2 separate regions of the Sus scrofa genome follow, and region 2 is linked to region 1. Evidence: chromatin contacts called from public HiChIP or PLAC-seq data. All regions are on one chromosome and are shown on one strand. The core of a region is the stretch at or near the end of the contact, and the rest is flanking DNA. Distances in the headings are between cores, read along the strand shown. Region 1 overlaps FCRL5 (Fc receptor-like protein 5). Region 2 holds the start of LOC100525572 (SLAM family member 9).

What was found. HiChIP or PLAC-seq counts read pairs in DNA pulled down with a chosen protein or histone mark.
Region 2: an H3K27ac HiChIP or PLAC-seq map of alveolar macrophages shows a contact between it and region 1. The contact joins the promoter of LOC100525572 here to the enhancer-like site in region 1.

What each region holds. Positions count from the first base shown.
Region 1 is chr4:92,629,060-92,632,423 of Sscrofa11.1, forward strand. It overlaps FCRL5 (Fc receptor-like protein 5), which reads left to right. Exons shown (of 16, transcript XM_013996926.2): 15 at 933-964; 16 at 1,041-2,654. The coding sequence ends at 1,130. Among named protein-coding and RNA genes, the nearest start is that of FCRL5, 52 kb to the left of the region's middle. Within about 2 kb of position 1,577, at least 1 of the 83 cell types and tissues checked has an H3K27ac peak or open chromatin away from gene starts, as enhancers often do. A contact at or near this core is called in alveolar macrophages, where this site is marked.
Region 2 is chr4:92,789,939-92,793,302 of Sscrofa11.1, forward strand. It overlaps LOC100525572 (SLAM family member 9), which reads right to left and starts at 1,723. Exons shown (of 9, transcript XR_002343395.1): 1 at 1,582-1,723; 2 at 1,291-1,474; 3 at 929-1,033.

The DNA.
Region 1 (3,364 bases), core at 327-2,826:
CAATATAAAAATAATAATACTAGCCTCATATCAACATGTGTGGAGCAGTTCCTATGTGCCTAGTACTATTCTGGGTACAGTAAATAAATATGTCATAAATATATGTGCCATTGGAGTTCCATGGCTCAGTGGTTAATGAACCTGATTAGTATCCATGAGGACACAGATTCGATCCCTGGCCTCACTCGGTGGGTTGAGGATCCGGCGTTGCCATGAGCTGTGGTGTAGGTCATAGACATGGCTCCTATCCCATGTTGCTGGGGCTGTGGTGTAGGCCAGATGCTATAGCTGCAATTGGACCCCTAGCCTGAGAACCTCCATATGCCAAGGGTGTGGCCCTAAAAAGACAAAATATAAAGAAAATATGTGCCATAAATATATACACACACTTATTTATAGTTTGCTTATAGCACTCAGAGTTGTACCTGCACATTGGAACTGCTCAACACATAATAGATATTAGAAATCACACACATACAAATATAAATTTACAGTAACACTATAGGTAAATGATATCATTATTCCCATCATACAGATGAGACCATCGAGGCAGGAGATATTGAGTGTACTGAGTGGATTGCCCAGGGCCTCAGAGGTAGCTCGCCAACCCAGGGCTCAGTCTGGGGTGTTCCGGGCTTGGAGTCTGTTCTAAATCACCACCCTGCCTCTGCTCCAGGCCAGGATGCTTCTCCATAACAAATGCTAAGAATCTATAATCAAAGCACGAACAAGATAAAAGGTAGATTCCTTCCTTTTGAGAGCCCCTGGAGAGCTCAGTGTGGGGAACAAAGAGTGAAAGGATGTTGAGGAGAGAGTCGGTGGAAGCTGTGAGGCTGAGGGGGCCCCAGAGAGATGGCTGGGACTGGGCCGACAGCATGGGCTTGCGGAGAGAGTTCTGAGCTCCCAGCTGAACACCTCCCTTCTTTCCACAGTGGCCTCCGCACCAGAGCTTCTCAACGACAAGGTGAGTCCCACAACCTATGTACCCTCCCACCTCGGGCCCGCCAGCTCTCCCTCAACCTGTGTGCTCTTCCCCCCAGGATGCCTGTGTCATCTACTCGCAGGTGAAGGTGGCTTCAGCCCCAGCCCCTAAGCCCCAGCTCTTGGATTCATCCACTCCTCACAGATGAGTCCACACAGCTCCCAACTGCTATGTCAGCTTCTGCAGCCCAAAGCCATCCTTGGGGGAGAAGGGACATCCATGTGAGAAGATGTAAAACCACCCCATGCCACATCAAGTGGGCTGTGCACCAGTCTGAACAGACCAGAGGGCCCTGAAGGAACTCCATCTACTTCTGAAGTGACAGCTCTGGCACCATGGTCCTTTTTTTCTAATGACATGTTGCTCCCAATCCAGGGCGCATCACATCACCTGGCTTCCTCAGTGGGCTTCAGCTTTGGTCACTATACTGAGTCCTATTCCCATGCACACCCCTATCTTTCCTCAATGAGGACTGCACCTGACAACCTGCTCTCAGAAAGCAGGAAAGCTTCTCAAACTTAAAAGTGCTTATGGGTCAGCTGGGGACCTTGTGAAAAGGCACACTCTGATTCACCGGGTTTGGGTGGTGGCTAAGATCCTGCATCTATGACAAACTCGCACATGGTGCTGATGCTACTGCTCCTAGGACCATATTGAGTACCCAAGCTCCAAAGTTCTTGGCAGAGGCCCATGGGGAAGCAGCACGTGCTCTGGTTGCCCACCGCCCAACTCCATGGGGGCCACTCATGCAGATCACAGGCTCCCTGCACCATCCTTTCACTAGAACATCCTCAGCAGCTGTTGCTGAGAGAACTTCTCTGCAACACACTGGGTTTCATCAGCCTCCCTGGGTCAGGAAAAAGTAGCTGCCACCAGCTTGCTTCCCCACCTCAGGCCTCACACTTTCCCAAAAAGGGGATGAATACAGAGTGAATAATGCACCCTTTAGCCCTCTCCATTCAGCGCCCACTTCCCTCTCCAGCCTTTCTCATAATCATCGCTCTCCACAACCTACGGTCCCTTCCCTATTTTCTAATGTAGCCTTTCTGCACTTCCTCTTTCTAGAAGTACTTTCCCATCATTTGCATTTGCTGAAACCCTGCTCATTCTTTGAGCTCCAACTCAATGGCCCATCCTCCACCCTCCCAGAAGCAGTCTGTTTCTTCTTTGGGCTCCCACAGCACTTTTATACTGATGCTCAAATCAATGATGGTTGATGTTTGGGGGGAAATTTTGAGTTTATCTAGGCCACTTCTCCAATTTTGTGGTTGGAAATTGAGAACCAGAGAGGAAGAGCCACTAACTGAAAATCACACAACCTGTTAGTGGCGAAGTGCACACGAAAATAAACCCAGGAGTCCTGGCACCCAGGGCGGTGCTCTTTCCTCTACATGGCACCTCTGCTACAGAGATGTGTGCATTTTTGTGTTTCCCTAACAAGACTGAGAGTTCTTAAAAGCAAAGCTGAAGGGGTGAGCATGGTGTCTGGCATTCACCTGGTTATCAATGAAAGGTTATCAAATTGGATATCTATTAATCTCCCTGATGAATAAACATCACCTCTACAAATTCATCGATATCATTATCTGCTCTCTTAACCCAGCAAAGTGCAATATGTGTCCCTTGATCTCAGAGGGTTTTTTAAACAATACCAATAAAATCACTACTAAGAGTTGTGTGTGTCAGTTTGAGATGAATACTGTGTCTTGTTCAAAACCTGCATGACCTGCAGATATCTCAAATACAACATGAAATCCAATCAGTCGTCCCCACAAAACTTGCTCTCATCCCTCTGTTCTCTTTCTCCTCCCCTCCCTCTCTCCCTCCCTTCCATCCCTCCTCCTTTTTCTTACCCAAGGCAGCAGATACATAGCCATCCCTGAATTTCTACATTGAATTGGTCACCCAAGCCAATCCAGTCAACATTATTTCCAAAATACCTCTCAAATCACCTCCTCCTCTCCGTACCCACTACCACTGACTTAATACAGGCTTTTATCACCTGCCACCAAGACTACTGCAGTAGCCTCATAACTGTTCCAGACTCTCTCCTTGAGCAACCATTCTCCATAGATGTGTAAGTACAACCTCCCAACAGAGGTGCTAGCATGACCTTTCTAAAAACCAACTCTATTTATTCCTCTGCTTGAAACTCAATTATCCAGAGTTCAGACTCTCTCATGGGACACAAGGCTCCTTATGATTTAGTTCCAACTCACATTTTCATCTTCATCTCCCAGTATCCTCCCTCTTATGTGACAAGAACACATACCATGTGCTCCTGTCACACAAACTCCTGCACACACCACCTTCTTTCAAACAGCCATGACTTTGCATGTGCTGTGCTTTTTCCAAGAAACACTCCCCTTTCTGTCTTGTTGA
Region 2 (3,364 bases), core at 473-2,972, 160 kb after region 1:
CATAAAGTCACCTCATTTAGAAGGAGGTAATGTTTCGCAAGTTTGTTGTTACTTTGAGACATCTGTTTGCAGAAGTTCCCCAAGTCATTAAACTTTATGTAACTCCTGCAAGAGGCTGGGATATGAAACAAAAAATTTAAACAATAAAAGCTTTCCAACTCTCTCTCCAGAATTCATACTTCAAAATTCCTTAGTATTTCCTCATTGGTGTTCATTTAATTTCCTTATCCATCTCCCATGAAGTCTGGAAGGAAATGTGATGAGGTTGTTGTCCACCCAGGCTCCAGTTCCCTTTTCACTGAACTCCCTATTGTTTCTACTTCCCCTTCCCTTCTCTTCTCCCCAGGTTCAGCCCCTTTCTGGAGCCTGTTACCAGTTCCTTCCATAGTCTCTCCATATGCCTTACAACATGTGGGCATACAAGACGCCCTTAAGTTTTAGAGGCTGCTCTTCCCTTTACAAAAGCAGAATTTCACGGTATTCAACATCCTGCATCTGGTCAAGAAGCCCAGACTAGACCCGCTTCTTCCGGGCGCAGACCCCGGTTCAAGTTGCAGAGGCTGTCAGGTCCCCGCTGAGCCCAGATTAGGGGACCCTTGTTTTCACGCCCTTCCAAACCAAGGAGCCAGCTTAAGTCTCCCACCCTTTCCCCAAGCAGCTCCAGGCAGCAGAAGCAATCTCAGGTCCCTGGAAATGGTTCCCTTCCTACAGCCAGGGCTGTCTGAGCTCAGGGTCCCAGTCTCTCCGCAAGCCAAAGGCCAGTTTGTTCTGTTCACCCTGGAACTCTAAACCAATTGCACTGCATTTACTGAAAAATTACAAAGCTGCTTTGTCTCTTTGTTCACAGAAGATATTAATACGGGGAAAGGAGACCCTGCCTCCCTGCTCCACCCAGTGGCCCTCCCTCCCAGGAGCCAGGACCACTCACTGACGAGGAGGCTGAAGAATCGCAGGAGCCAGCAGAGGAGGGGGTCTTCCAAGTAGGGCCCCATCACCGGCTGCCTGCCAGTCTGCTCAGCAGCAGAAAAGACATCTGGGAGACCGAAGCGAGAGAGACGAGAGAGAGGAACGAAGAAGCGTCACTCGAAAGAAGCGCTTGGGTTCCTCCCACCCTAAGGCGGGGCTTCCCGCAGTTGGGTTTGCAGCCCACCAGTCTTCCGTTAAGCTGCTCCGAGGGGGTCTCTATTATCCCAGCGCCTACGGTAGGACCTTAATAAACAATTGCAGAATAAATATATAAACAACCTCACACTGTTGGAGATGCCCCAGCCCCAGCTAGGATCCCCTTACCTGTTTCCCAGCGGTCACAGCTCTGCCCCAGGCAGTCCTGTTCACCCATGTCAGCCTCTGCTTCGGCACAGGAGTCACCGTCTTTCAGCCAGGGTGGGCTAGGTCTCGGCTGCTTTGGGTGCTGTCTCCTGTCTTTATACTATTTAGTAAGTTTAATTTTTTTGTAGCTTCAGCTATCAGGTGCCTAAGGAAGAGCAAAAGAACAAAGCTCTTCTGGGGAAGTGTCAGCTTCCCACACCCCCAATGCAAATGTAGGCATTTACCTACTCCTGCCTGCACCCTGGGGCTTACCCGGCTGCTGCCGCCAGCATTGCTTATTCTCCCCACACGCAGGGCAAAGCCAAACCCCATGGAAAATGAATAGGCTTTTGTTGGAATCACACACACCATTTCCCTTTAAGCCAACAAGGAACACTGGGAGAGAAACAGACATGCTGGCAGAACACCAAGAAATTTGGGGAAATCCAAATTTCTACTTTCTCAGCAACATTCCAACCATTTTACAAAGTGAGAGGGCTCACTGACCATGCACATCCCCAACTTGTCTCGCTCTTTCCAATTTACAAAGCATTTGCTTCTGTGAGACAGACAGATATCATTATAATTACCTTCCCATTTCACAGATGTGGGAACTGAGGATCCAAAGAGGTTAATGAATAAACCCATGGTTTGGAAGCCAGTCCGTAGTAGTACAACCTGGCCTAGGACCAGGTCTCTGCTCTTTCACACCAATGGTCTTTCCAGGTCCAGGTCTTTCCATGTCCAGGTCCCTCTCGGTGCGGTGATTCCCCCACACAAGGTGACTTCGGAACTTGAGAAGCCACATGAGGGGGAAGGAGGCCCGGCCTGACCCAGGGCAGCCTTTTGCATCCTTTGCCTCATTCCAGGCAGCGGAACTGTGGCTGCATCTCAGAAGCCTCCGAGATCAAGCCTGCCCTTATTCAACCACGGCCGCCGCCTCCCCGAGGCACTCAGTGCAACACAAGCTGGCCGGCACCTCCAGCCACAGCTCAGACCTGCACAGGCTGCTGGCCTGAGAAGCCTTAGCGGTCTCCCAACAGGACCAGGGACCCCCACTGTGTGTAAGCTGCAGGCTGGGGGACCTGCCCTCCTTCCTGGGGCAGCCAACTGCCCTCCTGGGGAGTCTCAGTGTCCCACTCTCCTGGGGTCTCTTCATCTTAGTCTTCACATCCATCCCATCAGTCACTCCAGCTGCATTACCTTTTAAAGCTGGAGAAGCCCCCCTGGTGAAGAGACCGCTCCTTTCCCAGGCTTGTTCCCAGCTTCTGCAAGGGCTCTTGCCCACCCATTTGTCCATGACTCTCACTCCAACCACATCATTCAGTCTCTTTCTGCTGAGCTTTCCCTCGTGATTCTTGGCTGAGCTGGTTCTCAGCATCTCTCTTCTGTACAAGAAGACAGACCATATCCCCCTGCACAACCTTCTACCAAACCCAGGCATTCAGAGCACATTACTCTACCACACAGGGAAGAGGGTGGGCTCACAGATCCCCACCCACAGCCCCGGAGATTGTACCCACAGACCTTTGAGACCCTCCCACTGGAACCTCAGAGGGAGGGAGCTCCTGCAGGAGCAGGGACCTGGGAAAAACCTCCCCATTTCAGGGGTCACCCCTCCCTCCTGGGCCTAAGAAAGAGCCCCCATCAGCCTCCAGCCTGTCACCTGCTCCTGCTCCCTGGATTAAGACGCTCCCTCCCGTCCCGTCAAATATTTGCTGACCCCTCCCAGTGCAGCTCACATGGCCCCTGGGAGCCGCCCCATCCTGCCCAGATGGAACCAGGTGCTCTCTGTGCTGGGTTCCCACAGCCCTGCAGCAAGGGGTCATCTGTGATGTGACCAGGATCTTGCCCCTCCCCTTTCTGAGGCAGGTCCCAGGCCCCGAGAACAGGGGAGACGAGGAGGCCCCACTCTCAGGCTGGGGCAAGGGCAGGGTGGGATCCTGAGAGGGGGGTCTTGTGGTCTCACCCTCGTCCCAGCCCTCCTGTGAGGACACTGGATGTCACACATGCTCTGGACCAAGGCAGGAAGCTCTCAGCTAAGCTGCACGTGGCA